Linked DNA regions of Bos taurus: region 1 is linked to region 2. The links are chromatin contacts, called in public Hi-C maps. All regions are on one chromosome and are shown on one strand. The core of a region is the stretch at or near the end of the contact, and the rest is flanking DNA. Distances in the headings are between cores, read along the strand shown. Region 1 holds the start of GM2A (ganglioside GM2 activator). Region 2 overlaps CCDC69 (coiled-coil domain containing 69).

Region 1 (6,069 bases), core at 2,760-5,259, 63 kb before region 2:
CAGTTCCTTGGAATGAAGCATCAGACCATGACTAAGAAAGGCCTGATTCATCCCTGTGTTCCCCACAGCCCCTTGGGTTAGGTACCAACAAATGTTTCCTTCAGTGTTCAATCCACAGGTATTTATGGAGCAATGATCACAGGCCTGGGGCCAAGTGCTATTCATAGAGGTAAACAATTGGAGATGTGCCTGCCCTGCAGTGAGGAGCTTACAGTCTAATGTAAATAAATATTACCCACTATGATCTCTGGGTACCATAAATGAAACAAACAGAGGGTCATGTTAAGAGTAACAAAGGACTTACTTAAATAGGGTCCTGAGAAGAGATAATCCTGCAAGATGAGGAGCCAGCCATGTATGTACTGAAAGAAGGTTCAGGCAGAGGGAACATGAGCAAAGGAACATGCACCCTGCATTGGGAAGACACTCAACTGCTCTGGGCCCTACAAGGCCAGTGGGCTAGATAGAATGGACGAGGCGCCTAGTTAAGGGTAGAGTGGTAGCAGGGTCGTTTAATAAATGCAAGACCTCGTAGGTCATCATCAGGAGGCTGGATCTCCTATAAATGTAATGGAATGCCATTGCAGGAGAGTGCCCTGCTCTGGCTTATGGTTGAGAATGGATTGCAGAGGGTCCTGTTTGGTAAGGGGAGACCAATTAGGAGGCCAATATCAAATGAAAGAGTGCCTGGGACTAAGAGTTGGCCTGGAGGGTGGGTAGCCGGACTGGCCATTTCCTAGAGCCGCTTTCACAGATGCCAAGGCAGCCTGACTCACCGTGAGGATTGATTCCACGTTGAAGTGTCTAAAGTGTCTTGCTTCTCCTTCGCCCAGTCCCTGGAGAGACTTAACAAACTGATTTCTCAATGACTGACTAGAGGCTTCTGTCATAATAAATTCTGCAGCCAAGTCCAGGCTCATCAGGAAAAGGAGGTATGATGTCTTAGCAGTGCCCACTAAGGACAGACCTGGCACCAGATATCTGTCATCCCAGCCCAGGCTAACATATGGGAAGAAGCAGCATATGGAAGAGGGCAAAGGTACAGCTGTGGATGCAGAAATATGGATGCAAGTCACAGACCTGGATTAAAACCACACTAGCTGAGAACAGGGGTCAGGTGACCCTTCTTGAGGCTCTATTTTTTCATCTAGTAAGTGGGCATAATTACATCTTCTCACAGGGCTACTACGGTGAGACATTTGTAAACAGAAAGAATACAAATTCTCAAGGTCCCAACTCCTCAACACTGTCACAGCCGTGAAAACACACGACTGAGAAACTGTCACAGACCAGAGGAGGCTGGAGCGACAGGACAGCATGCAACGTGGTGCCCCAGACTGGATCCCAGAACCGGAAGAGGACATCAGTGGGAAAACTGGTAAAATCCAAATGGAAGTCTGAAAGTTGAGCTAGTGTGAACGTACCTCTGTTGGTTTCTCGTCTTGACAAATGTACCATGGTAATGCTTGTGTGAAAGTGAAGTCGCGCAGTCGTGTCTGACTCTTTTCGACCCCATGGACTGTAGCCTACCAGGCTTCTCCGTCCATAGGGTTTTCCAGGCAAAAATACTGGAGTGGGTTGCCATTTCCTTCTCCAGGGGATCTTCCCGACCCAGGGATTGAACCCAGGTCTCCTGCACTGTAGGCAGACTCTTTACCGTCTGAGCCACCAGGGAATTCCAATGGATGTGTACGTGCGTGCTAAATCGCTTCAGTTGTGTCCGACTCTGCGACCCCATGGACTGTAGCCTGCCGGGCTCCTCTGTCCATGGGATTCTCCAGGCAAGAATACTGGAGTGGGTTGCCGTGCCCTCCTCCAGAGGACCTTCCTGACCTAGGGATCAAACCTGAGTCTCCTGCATTGACAGGTGGTTTCTTTACCACTGAGCCACTGGGGAAGCCCCATGGTGGTAAAAAGATGCTAACAGGGTAAACCAAGTGAGGGGTATGTGGGAATTCTATACTTTCTTTGCAACTTTTCTGTATGTCTATAATTATTCCCCTAAAGTAAGCTTATCAGGGGAAAAAAAGCACATGGATCAACACACAGCACATAGTGTGTGCACAGTAAATGATATCAACAGTATCAGAGTGTCTATTAAGCACCTATTGTATGCCCAATCTGGGGCAAGACATTCTCCCCTGTTATCTAAGGCTCACCACAGCCTAGGGCCATGAGACCCACTTAATGCTAGAAGAGGAACTGGAACTCAGTCTAGTTTCCTCATGCTCACTGCTCACTGTCACCTCAAGCCTTCCTGTGGCCCAGGGTCTCAGGGTCAGGGTTCCAAATCACATGAGCCCGGAGAAAACCCAGACAATAGAAGACAAGGATGGAAAGAAGTACCCATTACTGTGGAATCTCAGATGAGCACCATTCTCCCTGGGGCTGAGTAAGGTGGGTTAACTCCCTGATGTCTCATGGCCTCTCCAAAACTGCCAACCTAAGACACTCTGGTCTGGGATGGCATCCACACCCAAGATATGCAGGAGAGCAGGAACACAGGGAAAGTTCCAGCCTTAGCTAGATTCCACCCCATAGTAGTCAGATCTGGAGCCCAGAGAAACATTCGCAACCTACACTCAGGGACTAACTGTGAATTCTCTGGGACAATAAAGCCAAGAGCTCTTTGCTCCTCCATTCAATTGGCAAAATAGACTCTTTGCCCTTAGGGAGGGTGAGACTGAGCATACTGGCTTCTATCACTTCCTAAGTTTAAGATTTAAGAGCTTTTCCATCCAGGGAAGCATTTCCCTTCATCCACAACCACTGATAAAGGCAGGCTGGTGTTATCAAGCCCATTTTACAGATGAGGAGACCAAGGCTTAAGGAGCCCAAACGCCACGCCCATGGATTAGAGACAGAGGAGGGATCAGAAGCCAAGTCTCCTAGTCCTATTCCTCTTTCCCCTATACCTCCCTATTCCTGGCTCTGACAAACATTTGCAAGCTGGTTGGCGGGAGGGTACCTAGGGTAGGACTCTCTCTTTGCTGCCAAAGATATCAAGTATCTGACCCTTAGCTGTGCAGCAGAGGCCATGGAATTAGGCTTCTCTACTCAGAATGACAGAACTTCCCTTTCCCAAGGATCTGCAAGTGTCTGACCCCTAGCTGTGCAGCAGAGGCCAGGGAATTAGGCTTCTCTACTCAGAATGACAGAACTTCCCTTTCCCAAGGATCTGGAGCACAGTGACTGAGATGACAAGGGGGAAATTTGTAGGTTGGACCCTCTCCATGACTCACACCCAGGAGTGGGGCCGCAGCTTTGTTGCCAGAGGAGCAAGTCTGGACCTTCTGGCCTGAAGAGCCTCTCAGAACCAGCCACCCACCAGAACAGGCAGCGCCTCAGAGAAGTACAGAGGGGAGCAGTTGGGTGCCAGGCCTTCTCACGGGGTAAAAGAGGGGACAAGTAAATGGGGCTAAGTCTCTGGGCCTGGGAGTAGAGAACTGGTCTTGCAATTCTACAAAACTTCACTCAGACATTTGGAAAGAGGACAGGAGAGTACAGGAGAGAGTGAGATTAATCCTTCCAAAACAATTTGGAGCAGAGCAAGGCCTTACAGCCCGCCTTCTGTCCAGATAGGGAAACCAAAATCCAAATGAAACGCGCTGAGAGAAAAGAACCCACTCAGAGTCCCACGATTAGTGACTTTGGGAAGTTCTACTGCAAAAAAGTAATTCTAGAGACCGGAGAGGCTACCTCCTTATCCCACCCTAAGCCGCACAGCCCGAGCTCGGCAGGGATGCTAGCAGCAGCCTCCTAAAGGAGAGAGCACTCACCCGGTTCTGGAGAATGCGTGCAGGAAGCGCTGGGCCGGCAAGAAGCAAGCCCAGGGAGACCAGGAAGGGAGCCTGCAACAGGGGGCTCATCGTAAAGGGTGGGTCCTCGCCTGGTTAACTGCAGTTTCGTGGAGGCGACGACTCTGTTAAATACCTGCCCGTGTTTGTTATGCAAAGCTGTGCATTGCTATGCAAAGCTGTGCATTGCTATGCAAAGCTGAATGAGGCCACTTCCCACTGTGCCCCGCCCCCTCCGGATCTGCGATTTCGGGGCCGGGGATTGGACAGAGCTCTCCCGGCCCCACCCCCTAGAGGTTCCTCGTTTAGACCCTCGCTTCACGCGTGGGCGTCAGGCCTCGCCTTCGGAGGATGAAGGCGGTGCCTGAAGAAGAAAGGGAAGGGGCGGGGGCGGGGCGGGGGCGGGGCGGGGGCGGGGAATGAGTGCGCGACCGGGGAGGGAACTCGAGGGAGGGACGAAACTTGACTGGGATGGGCCAGAGTGCGAGGGAGGGGCGGGGTTTTTGCTTCTGAACTCACCGCTGTTACCGTCACTCACTGCTGGAAGCACCATCATATTTTCACATCCAAGTCTTTCTTGACAAAAATGTCTTGTTCCCTGTCTATACTACGCTTCCCCATAGCCGCGTTACAAATCACTGTCTTTTTAATAATTATTATAATGATAACTAACAATTTATTAAGTGCTTTAATGCATGCCAAGCACTGTAAAATAGGGACTCTATTTTTTTGCTCCATTTTACCACTGAAGAAACATACACGATATGGTAAGTTAGCTTTGCCAAGCTCACATGACTAAGAACTGATAGAGCAAGGATTCTGCTTATATATGTCTCATCAGCCAAGATTTCCTTAAGCTAGTACACTTTGTAGTTCAGGTTCGATATTTTTAAAAAGCAGTGGGTATACTATTCCTGCCAAATTACTACTAGATTGTAAACCCCACAGGGGGTAAAACCGTGGCTTATGGTCACCAGTAATGTGTACCCAGTGCCTGACACATAATAGGCAATCAATCTTTATTGAATAAATGAACGCATGAATAGAATTTAAAACAACCTAATCATCTTTTGGAGAAGGAAATGGCAACCCACTCCAGTGTTCTTGCCTGGAGAATCCCAGGGATGGGGGAGCCTGGTGGGCTGCTGTCTGTGGGGTCACACAGAGTCGGACATGACTGAAGTGACTTAGCAGCAGCAGCAGCAATCATCTTTTAAAAGAAATATTTTATTTTGGAATTAATTTATGTTACAGAAAAGTTGCCAAAATAACCACAAAACTCTCTCCTAGTTTTCCCTATTGTTAACATTAAGATATAAGGGTATTTTTTATAAAAACTAAGAACTCGCATTGATGTATTAACTAAGCTCCAGATTTCACCTAATCTTTTAATATGTTTTTGTGATTGCACATCTTCCTCCCATTCTGATAACCCCTTCCCTCTCTCATCTAGCACAACCTCTTCATTATACATAAGTGCAATTTCAGGCCCCCTGAGTGAGAGGCCTTGTCTAATGTCACATGCATGTATTCTAAGCCACTTCAGTTGCGTCCGACTTTTTGCGACCCTGTGGACTGTATGTAGCCCGCCAGGCTCCTCTGTCCCTGGGATTTTCCAGGCAAGAATACTGGAGTGTGTTGCCATGCCAAGGTATGGTATGTCATGCCATGCCATGCCTCCTTCAGGGGATCTTCCCAACCCAAGGATCAAACCCGAGTCTCCTGCAATTCCTGCATTGCAGGCAGATTCTTAACCACTGGGCCACTGGGGAAGCTCCCAATGTCACATAGCAGGAACAAAACTAGAACACACTTCTCCTGAAGCTGTTCTCAAAGAGGTATAAGACGTGTCCTTGGGACTGTGCTCCTTGGTGGACGTGTAGGTGGTGGATGACCTGGAGCCTCACTGGGAAGCCACAAGGGGGCTGTACAACTCTCTTCCAGCAGCGTTCCTGCTTCCTCTTTGCACCTGTCAAGGCCCCACTACCCTATTATCCACTTGTATGGTCAGGCCCCATACGATGGCTCCTCTCTTGCTTCTGTATATCCCCTGCCCGATCTGGCCCTGCCTCACCCTTATATTATCTGCATGATTATCTCCCCTTCCTAAAGTGAAAATTATTTCATTTTAAAAGTTTTTAATTTTATTTTGGAGTAAAGTTGATTAGCAATATTATGATAGCTTCAGGAGTAAAGCAGAGTAATTCAGTTTTACATATATTGTATCCGCTCCTTTTCAAAATTTTTTCCCATTTAGATTATAACAGAGTAT
Region 2 (5,480 bases), core at 2,207-4,706:
TTCCTCAGCCTGTAAACCAGTTAGGGCAACTGAACAGACCGCCCTTGAGTCACTCACTGTTCCATTCTAGACTTGTCTGAAGGTCAGACTAGGGGCTGGGGGGTCAGCAGGGAAGGGTGGAGACCGCACGCTGTGAAATCAAAGTGGGGAGGCACTGGAGTCCCTTGCCCCCTGGGCAGAGCATCGGGCACGCCACCGGCCCCAGGCCCAGAGTCTGGTCCATCCAAGGGCTAAGGCCAGAGCTCCTCCTCCTGGACCAGGCAGGGTTCACTTGGCACCTTCCTGCTCCCGCAGCCTCAGCACCATCAGGACTCGGGTGCCCCCTAGTGGATTTAAGTACCCTCAACAGCCAGAGCTGGAACCTCATCCCCATGCAGATGAGGAAACCGAGGCGGGGAGAGGGACCCAGAGCCAGGACTGGGGCTCATCTGTCATCTGAGCGTACTTTGTCTTCCTCCCTGAAGTCTAGGAGGTCAGGTATGAGACGTGGTCTTTCTCCTTGCTCTGTTTGCCCCACCCTGACCAGTCTCTCAGTCCTGCTGTCCACTCAGTCCCTTCTAGCACCCCGACCCCAGGCCTGTAGATCCTGGCCCTCAGCCTCCCCATCAGTGCAGAGGGATGGCTGGAGGAACTAACCTCGGCAGGCCTGTCCAAGCCTGACCATCTGTGGATTCAAGATTCTTCTCAGGAAGCACTGGGTCATCTGGAGACAGTAACAATCCCGTCTCTGTATCAGCATTTTGATTAAATGCCTTCACATACACCTCACTCCCCTTCTGTGAAAGATCCTCCAAGCAGCTTCTTTCCAAGCTTTAGCAGAGGGCACACTGAGATCACAAGATCCAGTGGGCCTTGCCTGAGGTTCCCAGCCCCCAGGGGCCAGCGTGTAGGAAAGGTCGACTCATGGGAACAGAGGTTTCCTGCATCAACCCAGACCGCTTTCTTCATTCCCCTCCATCTGGGCTTCATCCATTTCTCCTTCTAGGTATTCAGATGTAACTCTGCTTCTCCAAACCTGTGCAAACACATTATCCAGGAGCCTTGGGGACAGCTCTGGATGTGAATGGTCACAACCGATAAAAGAAGGGGTGGCCAAGTAATTTGGGAAACTCTAAGTTCACTCAAGTTACACAGCTCTGCTGTTGGCTCAGACAGCTAAGAATCCACCCACAATGCAGGAGACCTGGGTTTAATCCTTGGGCTGGGAAGATCCCCTGGAGGAGGGCATGGCAACCCACACCAGTATTCTTGGCTGGAGAATCCCATAGAGAGGAGCCTGCCAGGCTAGAGTCCATGGGGTCGCAAATAGTCAGACATGACTGAGCAACTAACCACACAGGTTCACTCAAGTTACACAGCTCTGCAAACTGCAGGACTTTTCAGATCCTTTAATATGCTAATGTGCATTGCAAATTCACAAAGAAGGAGCCAAGAATCCAGCGTCTCTTAAACATCTTTAACCAAGTTTCTCCCCCAACCTGAGCTCTTCAGGCTGCAGAATGCAAATTAGAAAACATTGTTCTAATTGAGAAGGGCCGGGCCAGGCTGGAGAAGGGGCAGGTTGAGGGAGGTGGGGTTTCCCTCGTGTAGCCTGTGGTGGCTGTGAAGAGGTGAGCTGTGGTCATACCTTCACCCTGGGGCAGGCAAGCTATGGAAAATAAAAAGAACACGTGATACTGCATTCATCTGGCCTTGCTTTCCTGGGAGAGAGAGGAAGTGGGTCTTTACACAAAGCCTCTGCTGGGGGCAGCATTCCTTGCTGAGTAAGTCTTGGGAGCTGAGGGACTCACCAGCAGTTCTGGACTTCTCAGGAACTGGCATCCCATGGGCCCTGGCCTTACCCAGGCTTGGTGTTGGGGCTGAGGCTGGAGTAAAGGCTGGCTCAAATGCTGCCTGTCAGAATAGGCCAAGGCTTGGAGTGAGGCCCTGAGGCTGAAACAAGAAGTGAAAGCACTGATGGGCTGGCAGAGTGTAAGGGTGATGGTGAAGGTTCTTTCTGCTTTTTAGGGGCACCTCCTAGAAAATCCCATGGACGGAGGAGCCTGGTAGGCTGCAGTCCATGGGGTCGCTAAGAGTCGGACACGACTGAGCGAATTCACTTTCACTTTTCACTTTCATCCATTGGAGAAGGAAATGGCAACCCACTCCAGTGTTCTTGCCTGGAGAATCCCAGGGACGGGAAGCCTGGTGGGCTGCTGTCTATGGGTCACACACAGTCTGATACGACTGAAGCGACTTAGCAGCAGTAGCAGCCTTGGCATCAAAACCACCAAGGTTCACACAGTTACCTACCCCTGCTTCTACCCGCTGCTCTACACCTGGATGCCAGGGGTCAGGGTGCAGGGGGACACAAGGACATGGGTGGTAGCTGTCCCCACACCCTGGGGTTCCTGGCCTGGCAGGTATCAATGGCAGCATCCCTGGCCTAGGTCTTTTCCACACAGAGGGTGCTCCCTGCATCCCACCTGGCTCTCCTAGCACATCGTGTATCGCTGTGGGCCTGGCGCTGACATCAGGGGGTGGGCCCAGCTGCAGGGACAAAATTTTACTGTCTATCAGCTGCCCCATGTGCTGTCTCTGCATGGGGCATGGTGGGCAGGTAAGAGGCACAGTGAGAGAATAGTGACGTGGCCACCGTCACACGTCAGTATCAGAGCACCTGAAAGGCCAGGTGTCTGTGGACAAAGATAAGCTGTTCAGGTCCCTGGAGAGAAGCTGAGGGCTCCTCCCCAGTGGAGGAGAGACATAAGGTAACTCGGTACTTCCTGGAATGGGTTTTGTCGCACTCTTCTGTACCAAGATCGCTGAAGCTCGGATGGCGGGTTTAGGGGAGAAAGAAGGGTCTGCCATGGAGAGAAGGGGAGAGACATGGGTACACACATGTTGAACTGATTGTTAGAATGGTTGGAATAAAGATCTGAGTTGGAGCCTGAACAAAATAGCTGGGTATGAGGACATAGAGCTCACCTCCCCCCACAAACACACCAAAAACACATCTACGTGTGCAATAAGCCTCTCAGAATTCTATCTGGAAACTGGAAGAGTTCCTGTGTAACCAAGGCTACGAAAAGATTCCCACAGAATCAGGTAGGACGGGAAGAAAAGCACTGGGTGAGCACCTGTGACCCTGGGAGGGGACTGAGAAGGAAATCTGATCACACGAGTGGACACTCATCCTGGGGAGTGAGCGGGTGGAGCCACAGACTGGACGTTCCAGTCCTAGGGTCCCACACAGAAGGGACAAGCCTTTGTGGCTGCCTGGAGAACCAGTGGGACTGACAGAAATGCTGGCAGAGCCTAGACTCCACTCATGAGGAGTACATGGGTGCTGACCTGTCAATAGACAGGGCAGAGAGGTCTGCCCTAGCAACAACCACCTCACCGATCTGAGCGAATGCCCGGCCCCACTCAGTCCACACCACAGCCTGGCACTGGGTCTAGGACAGCCAGGATCTGGGAACAGAGCGTCTAGGGATGCAGAGGCGACCCGTGGGCCTGGAGTGTGTGTGGTCCAGGTGGGGCAGCAGTGGCCACTGTGGCACCTGCTCTAACAGCATCACATGGTCTTATAATAGCTGTAAATGGAGTACAATATGTAAAAGTTTTGATTCACTATGTTGTACGCTTTTAACATGTCATATACTAACCATACTCCAATTAAAAATTATGAAAATGAAACTTTAACAGAGGGAGACATTGGTCCCATCCACTGCCACCTCTAAAGTGGGGAACTGAATGCAGTGTCCCCTAGGCCAGGGGGTTGCTCATCTGACAGGGAAGCAGAACTGGCCAATAGCTGCACAGCTGTGCCATCTCATATAATCCTCCCTGAGGATGAAGAAGAGCTCCTCTGGGTCTGGAAGGAGAGAATGAGCTTGCCTGACTTCTAGCTTCCTGATGTTCTACCACTACCTACAAGCAGGAGGTCCCTGGTGGGGACTTGAAATCCCGCTTTTCCTCCCCATCCCCATTCTCCATGCTCCTTGCTCTCTTATATGGGGTCCTGCACTGAAGACTAAAAACCAGTTTACCAGTTTCAGTTTGTCATCAGTTTGCTGTGCATCTGCAGTCTCCCTCCCTTTCTGATCTTAGTGTTTTCGTTTATACAATGACGGTGTTCATACCAGTTGGTCTCTAAAGGGCCCTTTGTGAAAAACATCACTGGAAGTACTGAACTAGAAGTCCAGGTTTCTGATTTGATTCCTAACCTTGCCACCTGCTAGCTGTGGGACCTTAAACAAATCCCTTTCTTCCTGTGAGCCTTGGTTGTTTATCAAGTGGAAGCAATAATCCTACTCTGGCCTATTTTGCAGAGCTGATAAGAAGCAAATGAGATACTGGATATGAGACGCCAGGCCTGTGGGAGGCAAACATTCGTCAAACTCTTTCATGGTACTCTGAGCAACACAATCTCAAATCAGATTCTTCGGTACATCATGGTGCAGTGAGTAGGAATTCTGAATATCTGGGGACCAGTTTTCTAGAGCAGTGCTACCAATAGAACTTTCTGCACTGGCATCTGTGTTGCTGAATATGTAACCACTAGTCACATGTAGCGGAGAAGGCAATGGCACCCCACTCCAGTACTCTTGCCTGGAAAATCCCATGGACAGAGGAACCTGGTAGGCTGCAGTCCATGGGGTCCCTAAGAGTCGGACACGACTGAGTGACTTCACTTTGACTTTTCACTTTCATCCATTGGAGAAGGAAATGGCAACCCATTCCAGTGTTCTTGCCTGGAGAATCCCAGGGACGGGGGAGCCTGGTGGGCTGCCGTCTATGGGGTTGCACAGAGTCGGACACGACTGAAGTGACTTAGCAGCAGCAGTCACATGTAGCTATAGGGCTCTTCAAATGTAGCTAGTGCAACTTGGGAACAGGATTTTAAGCTTTTAGTTAATTTGGATTTAAATAGCCACATCTGTTAAAAGCCTTCTGTATTGGGTGAAGCAGCTCAGAGGTAGACAAATGCATAGATTTCTTAACTTTGGCTGCACAGTAGAGTCACTGAGGTGCTTGTAAGATAACCAATTCCTGGGCCCCACCTCCAGACCAAACCCATTGGAACATGGCTTGAGGTGAGGATTTAGTGCCAGTAGTTTTAAAGTTCCCCAGTTGGGGACTTCCCTAGTGATCCAGTGGCTAAGACTCCATGCTTCCAATGCAGGAGCCCAGGTTCGATCTCTGTTCAGGGAACTAGATCCCGCATGCTGTAACTAAGAGTTCACATGCAGCAATGAAGACAGAAGATCCTGTGTGCCGCAACTAGGACCTGGCACAGCAAAATAATAAATCAATAAAAAATATTAAAAAGAAAACTCCCCAGGTGACCCTACTGTGCAGCTATAGTTGAGACACACTGCTTATCAAATCTTCCTGAAGATTGAAATCACCTATAGGACTTGTTAGGCTTCTAGAATCTGTCCAGACTTAATGGCAGGGGGGGTCTAAGAATCTGTTTTTAACAGCCTCCCAAGTGA

Evidence for each region. A called contact is a pair of places that touch in the nucleus more often than the background predicts.
Region 1: a Hi-C map of skin fibroblasts shows a contact between it and region 2, with 2.2 times the contacts expected there. The contact joins the promoter of GM2A here to the enhancer-like site in region 2. A contact is called at or near these places in 4 of 11 Hi-C or Micro-C datasets (liver, skeletal muscle, skin fibroblasts and 1 more).

The regions. Positions count from the first base shown.
Region 1 is chr7:62,493,887-62,499,955 of ARS-UCD2.0, reverse strand. GM2A (ganglioside GM2 activator) reads right to left here and starts at 4,009. Exons shown (of 4, transcript NM_001205547.3): 1 at 3,780-4,009. The coding sequence starts at 3,869.
Region 2 is chr7:62,430,692-62,436,171 of ARS-UCD2.0, reverse strand. CCDC69 (coiled-coil domain containing 69) reads left to right here. Exons shown (of 9, transcript NM_001206624.1): 9 at 1-1,681. Among named protein-coding and RNA genes, the nearest start is that of ANXA6, 29 kb to the right of the region's middle. Within about 2 kb of position 3,456, at least 1 of the 102 cell types and tissues checked has an H3K27ac peak or open chromatin away from gene starts, as enhancers often do. A contact at or near this core is called in skin fibroblasts, where this site is marked.